2 separate regions of the Capra hircus genome follow, and region 2 is linked to region 1. A link is a contact called in public Hi-C data. All regions are on one chromosome and are shown on one strand. Each heading gives the region's core, a stretch centred on a gene start, on an enhancer-like site or on the middle of the called end of the contact. The rest is flanking DNA. Distances are from core to core; before and after follow the strand shown. Region 1 has its middle 25 kb from the start of SLC27A3. Region 2 holds the start of RAB13 (ras-related protein Rab-13).

Region 1 (7,063 bases), core at 1,915-4,414:
GATTGACCGCACAGACGTAGGTGCTCGAGTGTTGGACCAGCACTTCAGAGATCACAAGGTTCCCAGGGCCCAGGACGTGGATGCCCTCTAAACTGATGGAGCAGCCACCTGCAGGGAGACAACTGGTCAGAGCTGGGAAGGTGCAAAGTGCTGGGGACTCCGGGAGGCGGGACAGGGCAGGACTGCTACACACCCAGGTGGCTCCAGGAGACCAGTGGCCGTGGGTGGCCTGTGACAATGCATTCCAGCACTGTACCCTCGGGTTCTGAGCCCCAGACAGGATCTCTGGCTCCTGTAGCAGCTGTGGGGATCCCACTGAGAGGGGGAAACAGAAAATTGAGGGATCGGGAAACAGAACTCTCCCCTTGAATCCAGGACACACTTCCGCTCCCAGAGGCCCCTTCTAATCCTCAAGTGACCAGACCCCAGAGGTGTTGCTATTTTACTCCTGGTTTACATATAAAGAAAATTACTTGCCCAAGGTCCTATGGCAGTAAATAGAAGTGCGTGTGTGTGTGTGTGTGTGTGCGCGTGCGTGCGTGCGTGCGTGCGTGTGTGTGTGTGTCTGTGTGTGTCTGTGTCTATGGACCATACCTGTCAGCCTCCTCTGTCCATAGGATTCTCCAGGCAAGAGTACTGCAGTGGGTTGCTGTGCCCTCCTCCAGGGGACCTTCCTGACCCAGGGATCAAACCCATGTCTTCCTGAGGCTCCTGCATGGCAGGTGAGTTCTTTACTAGGGAATCCCACAAATAGAAGTATACTTCATTTTATTGCACTTCACAGATACTGCAACGGTTTTTTTGTTTTTTAAACAAATCAAAAACTTGTGCCAACCCTGCATTATCAGATGATGGTTAGCAATTTTAGCTATCAACATTTTTATATGAGGTATGTACTTTGTTTTATACATAATGCTATTTAATAGGATACAGTAGAAACGTGATTTTATATGAACTGGGAAGCCAAACAATTCACGTGACTCACTCTATTGTGATAGTCACTGTAGTCTGGCACCAAACCTGCAGTACCTCTGAGGTCGGCCTGCATCAGAGCTAAGCAGCTTTGGTGTACTAAGCAGGCCCCAAGTTAAACTGGAGGGGTGGAGAGAGGGAAGGGTGTATGCAAGCCCCCCGCCACCACAGAGTGCCCCTGGAAGGCCTGCAGCAGTGTCAGAACGTGAACTGACCAGGTGGACCAGGTAGGGACGTAGTCCCCTTCCCTAAGTCAACCACAAAACTGCCGGAAGACCCTTCCCTTAGAAAGAGAGCCAGGGCCCCCTGCCAAGTGAGCGTGTCTCAGCTGCTCAAATGGGATGCAAAAGTTTTTCTGAAACACACTGCTCTTTGGGTCTAACAGCATCTTCATTTTCGGGCGCCCTCTCCCATCTTATCAAATCAGCGAGTCATCACTGGGGGGCTGCCTTGTGTGAGGTGTTGCTCCCACGCTGGGAGTACAGCTGTGAACAGCAAGGGACCAGGCCTTTGTCTTCCTTCATCCTGTCACCCCCATTCTTGTTTTGCCGCTTTTTATTTTATGAGATTTTGTAACACATACTTATTTAACCTTTTCATAAATGTCCTTTATTAAAAATTTAGGAATTCCCTGGCAATCCATTGGTTAGAATTCTGTGCTACCACTGCAGGGGGCCCTGAATTTGATCCCTGGTTGGGGAACTAGGAACCCACAAGCCATAGCAAGACAAAAACAAAAAAAGTTCTCATACAAAGTTACATCTCTCAAAGTTTCTGGGCTTCCCTGGTGGTGCTAGTGGTAAAAAATCTGCCTGATGCAAAAAATGTGGGTTTGATCCCTGGGTCAGGAAGATCCCCTGGAGTAGGAAATGGCAACCCACTCCAATATTCTTGCCTGGAAAATTCCATGGACAGAGGAGCCTCGCAGGCTATAGCCCATGGGGGTTGCAAAGAGTCAGAGCTGACGGAGCTCCCACACACACACACACATATACACACATACCAGAGACTCAGCCGGCAGAGAACCCACCTCCCAATGCGGGGGACTTGGGTTTGACCCCTGGTCCAGGAAGATCCCACATGCTGCAAAGCAGCTAAGGCCATGCTCCATGACCACTGAGCCTGTGCCCTAGAGCCCAGGAGCTGCAACTCCTGAGCCCACATGCCAAAACTATTGAAACCTGGATACTCTCTCCACAGCAAGAGAGCCCCCCACCACGAGAAGCCGGTGCACTGCACTCGAGATCAGCCCCCGCTCGCCTCCACTGGAGAAGAGCCCATGCCGCAACGAAACCCAGCACGGCCAAACGTGATTGTTCAGAAAGCTCCTCAAAAAAAAAAAAAAAAAAAAAGAAAGCTCCTCAAGGACTGGTGTAAAGTCTTACCCACATTTGAATCTGGCTCAAGGTCTAGCACAGCATTTCGTCCATTCTCCACTCAGCCCACCACTGTATATTGAGGGTCTACTTTGGACCAGGCCCTCCTCAGTTTGCCTCCCGAAGCTCTAGCTCCAGCTGTGGACTGTCTTGAAATGTCCTGGCGGTGGCCAAGGAGGCCATGTTCCACCTGGTCAGACCGTCTAGTGGGCAGAGCTGGTGCATATGACATCCATCCCTGGCTGAACGCCTCCGCATGCCAGGCTTTATACTGTGAGCCCCCATGCGCTGGGCCCCTTTAATCCTCACTACAAGCCTGTGAGGCCAGCGCTTTTACTTCTCCAAGTTCACAGATGAGAAAACTGGGTGTCAGAGAGGGCAAGTGACTTGTTCAGCCCCAGAGGGCCTGGCAGAAGTGGAACGCAATCCTGGGTCTTGGAAGCACTGCTGAAAGCATTCCCTCCGGGCACTGTGCGCTCCTTCAAAGTCCGGGAAATCCCGTGTCCCTGGTGCCTGCCCAGGGTAACGCCTGCCCCAGGGAAGCGCTCTAGGGGTGGATGGCTGGGGCCTCGGTACGCAGATCCTGTCTCCTGTCCCTGGGGAAATGTCTACACTGATCCCAGCTGCCTCTGTGAAATGTAGGCTGCCATGTAGCTCAGTCACTGGCTGATCTGCGCCCAACAAGCACCTGCTTGTCATCTGCCTAAGCTCTCTGGCCATTCAGTCCCCTGCCTCTGCGGCCAGCAGGATGGAGGACCCGTGCCTGGCCAGTCACTTTGCCAGGAGCACTGATCATCATGGAAGCCGGGCATCCTGCCCTGCCCTCATGCCTGGGATGGTGGACGGGAACAGGAAGTGGAAAGCCGCAGGAGCCTCACCCCAGCTTCCCTCTGCTCTCAGGGAGGAGCCCCTGATCCCCGCTCTGCTCTTTCAGTTTCTAAGTCAGCTCCAGATGAGAGACACTCCAGATGTCCCCTTCCTCTTTCGGTTTTCAGTTTAAAAATTAAGCATCTTTTGGTAGAATTTTGCCTTGATGCTTGCCCAGTGTTCACTCGTTATCTGTACTGCGGGGGCCCCCTAGTGGATAATTCAGGCATGCTTTCCCTTCACACTCCGGTGGCATCTTGGCTTCAGGCTGCGGCGTGGGTCTTAACCTGTTCCCCGCTAGGTACCATCTCTTCATAGTTTCTGCTGCAACCCTCATTTTGGGCACAAAACTCTCCCACCCCACGTGGCCTGTATTTCGGGTCACTTTTGGAGTTTCAGGTACAAGGCTGTTTTCACCCAAAGGAGGAAACACGCACGTGTGTGTGTGCGTGTGCACACACACACATGCACATACATCTGAGCACACCATGCACAAACACGAATGTCCCCCAGCATCCACCCACAGCTGAGTCGCAGGAGCCCCTGAGCCCATCCAAAGGGCTCCCACTGCTCTCTGGATCAAGCCCAGACTCCTCATGATGGGCCTCACCGCCCTTTCCTACATCGATTTCTTGTTTCCTTGAGTTCTCCCCATTCTCTGGTCCAGCAACATGGAACTGCCTGCGTGAGCTGCACTATTCTAACCCTTGTGCTTTTACAGGAAGCAATGCCACCCTCCCCATCTTCCTGACCTTGGCCTGCCTCTCCTGCACTCAGCTTGGTATAGCTTTGCCCATAGCCCAAGGCTGGGTTAGAGGCCTCTGCCCTGGGTTCCCGCAGCACTTCCCTCTCCACTCAGTTGCCAGCTCTGGGAAGCTGGTAATGGGCTGAGCCTCTTCCACCTGCTTACATCTGTATTCCCACACCCAGCGCAGTCCCTATATGTAGCCAGCGCTCCAAGTTTCTGTACCACATGCAGCTACATCAGCCACACCCACTCCCTGTGGCGCCAGCTCCCACACCCTCCTCTGCCGGTGCCCGCTCTGATCCCCCGGTCCTCGCTTACCTTTCAGCACCAGCCGAGCATCCTGGCTGTGGCGAGTACTGGCCACACTGTGAGCCACGCAGCAGTATGTGCCCGGGTCAACCTGGCTCACGCTAGTGATGCGGAGGATGCCTGCAGGGGTCTGTGGCTGGGCAGTGGCCCGCAGCCCCTCACCCCGCCACACTCCTCACTATGATCACCTGTGGTCAGCGGCACTCACGGTCATGCCCTTGTGTTCCCAGGAACGGGAAGGCTCAGGCACTCCCCAGGCCATGCGCTGGAAGCAGGTGACTCCACCCGGCTCCTCCTTGACAGACTCTGGATGTTGATAGAAGCATGACAGGCCTGGGACACAGGGAGCACCTGAGCACCCAGAGAGCTGGCCCCCACCTCCGCCACCAGCGACTCGTCCCAGAGCCCCAGCCTCCCCTCTGTGCCCACGGTTGCCGCTCCCCACTGTCTGCCTTCTTGCAGCCCTGCAGTCTCGCATCTCCGGAGGCCATGAGCACTTTACCTTCGTGACATTTAAACTCATGTTTTACATTTGCATTAGTATCGACACAGATATAATCCAGAACTATCAAATAACAACTCACTATTATATATTCATTATTCATTTTTTCATCTGGTTTTAAAGAAATTATAGTTAAAACATGTTTCTGATCCCCTGAAAGGGCCCTCGGCCTAGGCATGGTGCATGCTGTCGACACTGCCTAGCCCACCCTGGGCAATTCTGTGCCCTGTGGGCGCCATCTGTGGGTACCCCTGTGCACTCTCTTCCCCCCCGACCCTCACAGGAGCAGCCCAGTCACTTACTTGCCAGTTGCATCTGGGCCCACCAGCACCAGGCAGTTCTGGGCCACACAGTGGGACTCGTGGGCACGGAAGGGGAGGCTCCAGCAAGAGGGCAGTGCGGCCAGATGCAGGGAGCCGTTGGGCATCAGGGTGGTGCTGCTGGCATTGGTCAGGGCCAGTCTATCCCACTGCCAGGAAATGGACATAGGCAGCTCACCCTCCACCTGGCAGGGCAGCACCAGCAGGCGCTTCCGCACCAAGGCCAGCTCAGAGCCTGCAATGGGACCTGTGGGGACAGCCAGCGAGGCCTGGGCACACCAGCCTCCTGTAGCCCACCGCCTCCCCTCAGTTTTGAGCCCCTCTTGGCCTGGGTGAGGGGTGGGGAGGCAGGACTTGACTTTGGGGCACCTCGGGGAAGCACACGAGGAGGGCCTGGCAGTCCAGTCCAAGGAGCACGGCCACCATTCTCCAGCTGGGCTGCTGCAATCGAAGGCCTCTTTCAGCTGGACCCTGGCAACAGGGAGGTGGCAGGGCGGGCACAGTGGCGGGGTCAGGGGCCCAGGCATGGGCATTGTGCTCCCCAGGGGCCAATGGTGTCATCCCCTCATCCCTCACTGGCCCATCTGCCCATCTGCCTGCAGGGTCAGCTTCCCGGGACTCCTGGCTCCCTCTTCCCACTGCTGAGATCCCAGCCCCTGAGTGGGGGAGGAGCGCACTTACATATTCACTCACACTCACATATTCAGTCACACTCAGACTGAAAGCCCAGCCTCACAGACCTGGACACTGCTTCCATCCCAGAACTGTCCTCTCACAGCAGACTCCCACATGGAGACATCCCTACAGACTCCAAAAGTCACAAATGCCCAAGCACGGGATGGTAGACACCAATGTTACAGGCCTGGAAATGCAAGCTCAGAGCTGCGAACCCACATGCACAGACCACCCTACACAAACACCCGGGGATGCAACGACTCAGCCTTCCAGGCTGAGCAGGAACCTGCCCAGCAGATGGGCAGGCAAATGGCAGCCTTTGAGGGGAAAAGCCCACAGGCCTAGGGGTCAGCCAGCCTCGGACATCTGTGGGGAAACCTCCTGGTCCCTGCCTCTCCAAGACCCTCTGCTCCCACAGCCTCTCCTAACCTGCGTTCCCTCAGCTCTCCTTCCGCCCGGCACCCCCAGACTGCAGCCCAAGTCTGCTCTCGCAGACCCTCCCTTCCCCGAGCTCTTTCCCGCAGGTGCATGCCTATCCTCCCACTTCCCTCCCTGCTCTCTGCTCTCATCGCCTTGGTGTCCCCCACCTCCCTCCCCCATTTTGCCCCTGGCTCTCCCATCCCAATGTCCTCCCCCTTATCCTCCCACCCGCCTGTCTCATCCTGAGGCCTTCCTCCTCCTCTCCCTCACTGCCCTCCTCTTCCTTCTCCCTCTGCGTCCTGCATGCAGGCCCCGACCCTCACCCCAGCCTTGGAGCAGCAGCAGCAGCAGCAGCCCTGGCCCCATGTCCCCACAGGTTTGGCCCTCTCAGTCCTGGGTTGTTCCCCAGGCAGCTCTGATCTGCCTTCAGCCTGGGGTCCCCTGGGCTGTGGGCATTCCCCACGCATGCACTTGAGGGAGCTCAGTATAGGGGCTCAGGGTCCAGAGGCCTGAAGTCTGGGGTAAAGGTTGGAGGCTGCTGTCTTCCCTGGAGCTGGGTCTCTCTCTGCTTTCAGCCTGAGCCTCCTCCCCACCCCCATCCCCAGTGTCCCCTCCTCCCAGGTCCAGGACCCAGACACTAAGACAGTTGGAGCAGGGACAGGGGACGGGGTGGAGGCCAATGAGAGGAGGGCAAATTTGGGGTCAAACCTGTCCGTTTCCCAGCCTCAGACCTACCTCCTACTCCTTTCCAAACACTGACTGAATGAGTGAAGTTCGCGTGGTGGGGGGAGGCATCTGTTTGCCCTAAGCCCAACTCTGGGGATCCTGGGCCAGAACTGGGAGGCCTGGAGTCTGACATGGGCGTCCTGGGGAG
Region 2 (7,063 bases), core at 1,851-4,350, 140 kb before region 1:
CAAGAATTGCAGTTTATTAAAGCCCAAAAGGTAGAGGCACCAAGTACAGTTCACCCCTTTTTCTCTGGTAAGGAACAAAAAGAATTTCCTAGAGGCTAAGTTTTGAGTGTTTCAGCTAGATATCTCAGGAGCATACAATTTTTAAAGGAGCAACATCTGTCCTTTAAAAAACTATCTTCTTTTATTCTGCCAATGCGTAGATCAATGTGACGGTTCAGGTGTTCTCCAGAAGTTCGCAGGTTCTTACCAGATTCTCCTCTTTACCCTCTTTGCGGTGCTGGGATCAACAGCTTTCCTCTTTCTAGGTAAGGAGTCCTTATATGCAGCACCGTAGAATTTAGACTTGGAAACTGCCTTCATTTTATTTCACAAACTAAATGAGGATGAAAATTAGCTGTTTATATCACATCTAATTTGGGACATGCAATTGAAACTGACTTAGCCTCCCTACCCTTAGTCACCTGGTGGACCAAAGATCCTGCCCAACTCACTGAGAAGCAATAAACGCATGCAGCAAACAGCTATCACTCAGAAGTGGAAATCACTGCTAAACTTTAGATTATAGCTAGTTTTGCTCAAATACATAGCAAGAGATGAGCAACATAACACATACCATTATATACATGTGCATTTCCCATCTTTCAGCCATAAGTTGGAATACCTCTGAAAATCACTGAATAAAAACTTCCTATTAAGTATACAGTGTTATTTAATTTGAAGCATTACTTTTTTTATAGCAATACTTAAGAACGGACTTGACCCTTAAGGCCTTCCTCCAGTGAGAACAGATCTCCTTGTTGACATCTCTTATTCTTTTTCCAGCATACAATGCCTTCCTAAACAAGATGCAGACAGTTCCAGTTGTTTATGTGCCAACTCTAGGTACACACTAAGGTAAAGAACCATCATCTGTTATCTCCGAAAAACTCAGGTACCACCCTCATTCACCTCTATTTATCCTTTTATTTCCTTTCCTCCTAGGTTCTTACACATCCACATGTTCTCCCCTTCCACTCACGAGTCCACAACCCCCACCAGCCCAGAATCGGCTACAGCACTGGCTGTGGAGTATGACACTAACCTCTGCTTGGACAAGTTTTTCACAATAGGGGACTGGAGAGTTCTAGCCCCAGATCAGCAGCAACCTCTACACTCACACACCTCCAAACAAGGCTTCTGAGAACTGTAAATAAAGGATCCTAGGCTACTTTATATTAAAGTGGTGTGCTGGATTGCGTTTTAAATATCAACTGTCAGTTCTTAATTCTAAGAAAACACAAAAGTGAAATGAAATACCCCATTTACATACTATTCCAGTTTTTAATCAAGCTCTGCAGATTTACTCCATGAACCTAGGGATAGCAATGTCCCAAATGGACTTTTTAAGTTCTTGGCCACTTACTTGCCCCAAATGACTCTAGAATCCACTCTTCTGGTTGCCCCTGAATACGTGAGGTAGGAACTTCCTAGCAGTAAAACAAGACAATAAACAGGATGTATCCAAAACGTGTTTATTGGGATGGTTTCCCGTTCATCTTGATACAGGGTACTTTTAGTGCTGCTTCCGTCTGAAAGAGCATCCTGCAAAAAAAAAAAAAAAAAAAGTTCAAAGGTTAACTGATAGCAGCCTCCTTACCCTGCCTGAACCCCACAAAACAAAATGCCTCTAACCGGTATGAAACCTACATTTGTATTTTCTTCAACTCTTTTACCTTCTGCCTAGTCACTAGACATCAGATTCAGCTCATATGAAGCCCTTTTATCACCCATCCACCCAGCTTTAGACAGTAGCATTTTGAGACACATGCTTCCCGATTACGCATTTGGTTGACATAAAGAAGAAAAGCATAAAAATTACATTAAACCATTTACCTTCTGTAAGCCTTGCTTTTCCTCCTGTAGGCTGGCAGAGGACAGTAGAGCAGCCAACACACAAAACTACTGTTTGTGCATGGCTGAAGACGGTGGTGATTTTATAGCATCCTGCGGGGGGGGGGGGAAACATCAAGGAGTTACCCTTTTCCCCCCAAACCTTTCTTCACTTAAACATATGCTGTCATGCATTAACTGTAAAACAAGTATGCTATGAAAATTCTTGGAACTTACTTTCCATACCTAAACTTGATTATCTGGCTCTAGATATACATCAAAGTCAACTCAAAAGCAACCTCGACCATGTGCCCCAACCTATGCATTTTCTGAGTAATCTAATCAACATCATCCAAAAAATTATTCAAAAGTCAGAAAGAAAAAAATCCTGTACTTGGTAAGGAGAGATGCTCAGTAACTGGTCAACATACCCACCCCTTTGCCGCCAGGAACAAGTACATAAATTACCACAGAAGCCCAACATTATCATTCCAGTGTTTCCCAACAGAAACGTTGCGGTCTACAGAGTTTTGAAGGGGACTCTCTGGATCACTCCTCCTAAAGCGCAAAATTTTACTCATCTCTAACATTCAAATCTGAATACAATTAGGGCTTCACGGATACCTTTTTTCAACTCGTGAGATTCAGTGCTTTCCCCACTACCACATGTTATCTCCTCACCTGGGCATTTTACATCCATGAAATAGGAATTGGGGCTCTGCACCAGGCGCTTCTTCTTGTGTTTCCTCTTCTCCTCTTCTGGAGAGGGATGAAGAAGATCCTTTGCGAGCTAACAGAGGCAGAAATGTAGAAATTTAGAAACCAATGGTGAACATGGATGATCGAAAACAGCCCCCACTGCCACACAACGGGGAGAGCTCGTCCCTTGTCGCCCCTGGTGTCTGCGCAGCTGGGCCGCCATCTTATTGCCTCTCCGCTCCCGTCCAAGCACGGGTCCCAGCTGGCCTCTGCGGCCCCTGTAGTTAACTTGTCCTGGGAAGTGCGGAGGGCAAATGAGGGCCCTCTGTGATCCCAAATCAGCGTGAGAGCAGCGTGCAGACAGAAGAATGAGATCTCCACGGAAACCTAGCCGAAGGAACTCACAGGCATGTTCTCGTGAGGAGGTCGTCACCGCCGGAAAGGGGCGGAAGCGGAAATCCTGATCCTTAAATTTGCCGTCCCGCAGGAAATGACGTTAGGGCCTATCGCCGCCATGTTGAGAAGGTCCTTCTCTCATGGTCTTGGGCGATGGGGCGAGGTGGGGGCTGCCATTTGGGGAAGGTCTCTAAATGACAGGACTCAGATGAGTCGCCATGTTAAGAGAGTGAGCTTGGCATCTTAAGGTCAGTGTCTGGTCTCCGTCAAGGGGTAAATAGACATTTTTAAAATTTCGCGCTACACTTTAACAACAGGAACTGCTTAGGAAAACAGACTGAGTTGTGTCTATGACTTGTTAAATTTCTTTACTATTTTTCAATTGGTTTAGTTTCCCCATTTTTAACAATTCAGTAATGTAAATATAAAAAAGGCAAGTTCTCATCTTTTCCGCACTTTCAGCCTATTTCTAGGACTAACCGTTGTTAATTTTATTCTCTCCTTTCCATCTTTCTCTGTAATAATTATTACATTACTCACTTCTGTATTGTTCTGACTGCTTTGAATGTTAATCTTCACAACTCTGTCTTTACATTCCCACATCCTTTCCACTACATTTTCATCAGAACTACATTTCCAAGATTTGTAATCTTGGCAGCACTGAAACTCTGGACAGGGAATGAAAAGAAAGAAAAAAGACCAAATCATTATCTTCTACAGTAACGATCAAAGGGTTAAAATGTCCATTTGTCATAAAGGAGGAGCAAAAATGACTCAGATGGTATATGAGGACCTGGTTAATTCCAAAGGAATAGAATGGGACAAGGGATGTGAGTTCTTGTCAAGGATACGCTGGTACACGTTTGCTGCTGCTGCTGCTGCTGCTAAGTCACTTCAGTCGTGTCCGACTCTGTGTGACCCCATAGACGGCAGCCCACCAGGCTCCCCCGTCCCTGGGATTCTCCAGGCAAGAACACTGGAGTGGGTTGCCATTTCCTTCTCCAATGCATGAAAGTGAAAAGTGAAAGTCAAGTCGCTCAGTCGTGTCCAACTGTTCGCGACCCCATGGACTGCAGCCTACCAGGCTCCCTCGTCCATGGGATTTTCCAGGCAAGAGTACTGAAGTGGGGTGCCATTGCCTTCTCCAGGTAAACGTTTAACCATTGACTTTATAGAGGGGAGCCCTGATTTGTTGTCTTTGGTAATTTCAATGGAGAAAATACTCTTACCTTGGCCGGTTTCAGACTACCAATGTCATTAAACACGGATTTGGAAAGCACAGTCTGTTTTCATGAGCCAGTAATAGTTGGTTCCAGCACACTACTGTTGTTGTTCAGTTGCTCAGTCATGTCAGACTCTTTGCAACCCCATGGACTGCAGCGGGCCAAACTTCCATGTCCTTCACTATCTCCCAGAGTTTGCTCAAACTCAAGTCCATTGAGTCAGTGATGCTATCCAACCATCTCATCCTCTGTTGGCCCTGCCCCTTCTCCTCCTGCCTTCAGTCTTTCCCAGCATCAGGGTCTTTTCCAATGAGTCCACTCTTTGCATCAGGTGGCCAAAGTATTGGAGCTTCAGCATCAGTCCTTCCAATGAATATTCAGGGTTGATTTCCTTTGGGATTGACTGGTCTGATCTTGCTGTCCAAGGGACAACTCTCAAGAGTCTTCTCCAGCACCAGAGTTCAAAAGCATCAATTCTTCATCTCTCAGCCTTCTGTATGGTTCGGCATACTACTGATGGGTGAGAAAAACCTCTGAGGAAGTGACATGTTCCCAGGTGGCTCAGTGATAAAGGATCCAGCTGCCAATGCAACTGGATGCAGTTTCAATCTCTGTGTCGGGAAGATCTCCTGGAAGAGGAAATGGCAACTCACTCTGATATTCTTGCCTGGGAAATCCCATGGACAGAGGAGCCTGCTGGGCTACCGTCCATGGGGTTGCAAAAGAGTCAGACATGGAAAGAAAATATCAGACACAACTTAGCAACTAAACAACAACAACAATTTAGAGAGCTGAAAAAGAATAGTCTATTGCTGGGGATGAAAAGTCCAGATTCAGACGAGATAAGATGAAATAAAAAAGAACTAATAGGTTTTTATCAGACAGATCCATGAAAATTGAAGAATAATTTAAAGCACTAGGGAGAGAGAGTTTGACCAGCAGGGAGAAGTAGAGAATACTCGAGTTTTGTAATACAACTTGAAGACATAATGAGTGGTGAGATAAAGGATAAAAGAGAATTGAATAGCTGTGTTTGAGAGGGACAAACATTGGCACAGAGTATGACAAGGATAACTGAAGTGACAGAAGATTCCTTTTCATAACCGGTACACTATGTTTAAAGACGGACTATTCTACTGACCTGCTATTAGAAAAGCAGGTATTTTGAATATTTTTTCCAAAGCAAAGATAAATTTGGTTTTGTGTAGCCATGTTCTCCATATTTCAGCTTTCTGGTTGCCAAGGCTACACAGTCACAGTCTGTTCATTAGTGTGTTAGGAGTACTGCCTCCGGAGTGTGTTAAAAGATCCACATCTCATCAAGAGAATGACACCGGACATTTGTAATCTCAGTCTCTATCTTCCTGAGCTGGCCTGTCAGAGAATTCATACACAGCGTCCCAGAAGGAAGACCGTTCAAGATGAAGCTCCAGAACGTATCTAGGTGAACAGTGTATGGGCTTGGAGACTGGGAGAGGGAGTGTGTGGAGCTGATTATATAGTATAATTAATTTTAATTTTCACTCTGTTCCACCAGGGGGCAGACTGACTCAACAAATAGCCATCAACTCCAGCCATGCCGCTTTTTTCAAAAAGAGTTGGGATTCTAAAACTAAGGGCTTGGAAAAGTAACGCCAGAATTCTAGAAACTGCCCCAGAAGGATTCTATTTTTCTTGAGTTCCCCTTTCAAAAATCAGTCTCCAATTTTTGCCAATTCCTGTGTTATCCTGGCCTTCACCCTTATTCTCCCAAACTTTCGTTTTCCCCGAATTCCTCTAAAATTCCTCTTCCCTTGGTCATTCTGATTAAACCTCCACTTCACCCCAGCCTCTCTGGCTTCTGACTGGAAGAGCGAAGTCAAAAGAGGGGGATGATATTGAGCAAAATCTGTTCAAAATGGCTAGGGAGACAGGCCAGCATTGGCTGGGAAGGGAAAGCCAGAGAGCTGGAGGCTGGGCTGTCCGAGGAGGCCAGCTGAAAGGGATGGGCGGGCACGGGGTGGGGCCCGGAGGAGTGCCGCCTCTCCTCTTTCCCAGAGCCTGGGCGGAGAGGGAGGAAAACTTCCTGGCTGGGGCTCCGGCCCGCTCCCTTTGCCAACCCTCCAGTCCCGCCTACCGGTGCCCTTCGCTTCCCCACCCCTCTCCCGGCACCCCCAGTGTCCGCCATGGCCAAAGCCTACGACCACCTCTTCAAGTTGCTGCTGATCGGGGACTCAGGGGTGGGCAAGACTTGTCTGATCATTCGCTTTGCAGAGGACAACTTCAACAACACTTATATCTCCACCATCGGTGAGCCCACTGGCCATAGCCTAGATCCCCAGCTACCCCATACCCTCATTCCTAGGCTGTTGGATTACTAGTGGCCCGCTTTAGAGTCCGGCTTCTGGACTCCAGTCCCTCAGCCTCTCTCTCTCAGACCCATCCCCCTTATATGTCTCAGGATGGTACCCAAACCTCTAACCTCTCTGAGACCTCCAGATCACTCCTCAGTTGTGCCTGCGCCAACCCCTATTTTCTTGGTGCCACCTGTCTCCCTTGTCTCCACAAATTCACATGAACCCGAGTCTGTTTCCCTCTCAGCTCCTCTTCCCCCACCCTCATCCACCTAGAACTCTTGCTCCATTCTCCACATTTCCTGTGTCCCCCTTTCCCTGACCATCTGTCTCCCAATTTTGCCAGCCTCTTTCTGTGCCAACTGAGTTACACACTTTCCCACTGCATTCCCACCTTACCATCTACTTTCCCGTCTCTCTGCCCCTCAACTTAGGGGGTTGGGGAGGGTGGCACAGAGGGGCTGGGTGTGCCCGAGAGCAGCCCAAGGACTGGGATCATGAATATGCTGTCAGCCTGGTAAGGAAGGTGGGACTGAGGGGACT

The links. Hi-C and Micro-C count contacts between places; a contact is called where the count stands out from the background.
Region 2: a Hi-C map of blood shows a contact between it and region 1, with 8 times the contacts expected there. The contact joins the promoter of RAB13 here to the enhancer-like site in region 1. A contact is called at or near these places in 3 of 5 Hi-C or Micro-C datasets (all in blood).

Annotation. Positions count from the first base shown.
Region 1 is chr3:103,550,897-103,557,959 of ARS1.2, reverse strand. No RefSeq gene overlaps it. Among named protein-coding and RNA genes, the nearest start is that of SLC27A3, 25 kb to the right of the region's middle. Within about 2 kb of position 3,164, at least 4 of the 5 cell types and tissues checked have an H3K27ac peak or open chromatin away from gene starts, as enhancers often do.
Region 2 is chr3:103,695,119-103,702,181 of ARS1.2, reverse strand. RAB13 (ras-related protein Rab-13) reads left to right here and starts at 3,100. Exons shown (of 8, transcript XM_005677470.3): 1 at 3,100-3,212. RPS27 (40S ribosomal protein S27) reads right to left here and starts at 3,070. Exons shown (of 4, transcript XM_005677468.3): 1 at 2,974-3,070; 2 at 2,551-2,659; 3 at 1,873-1,983; 4 at 1,490-1,581. The coding sequence starts at 2,979. The coding sequence ends at 1,553. It overlaps NUP210L (nuclear pore membrane glycoprotein 210-like), which reads left to right. Exons shown (of 40, transcript XM_013977080.2): 38 at 201-305; 39 at 823-894; 40 at 982-1,375. The coding sequence ends at 1,109.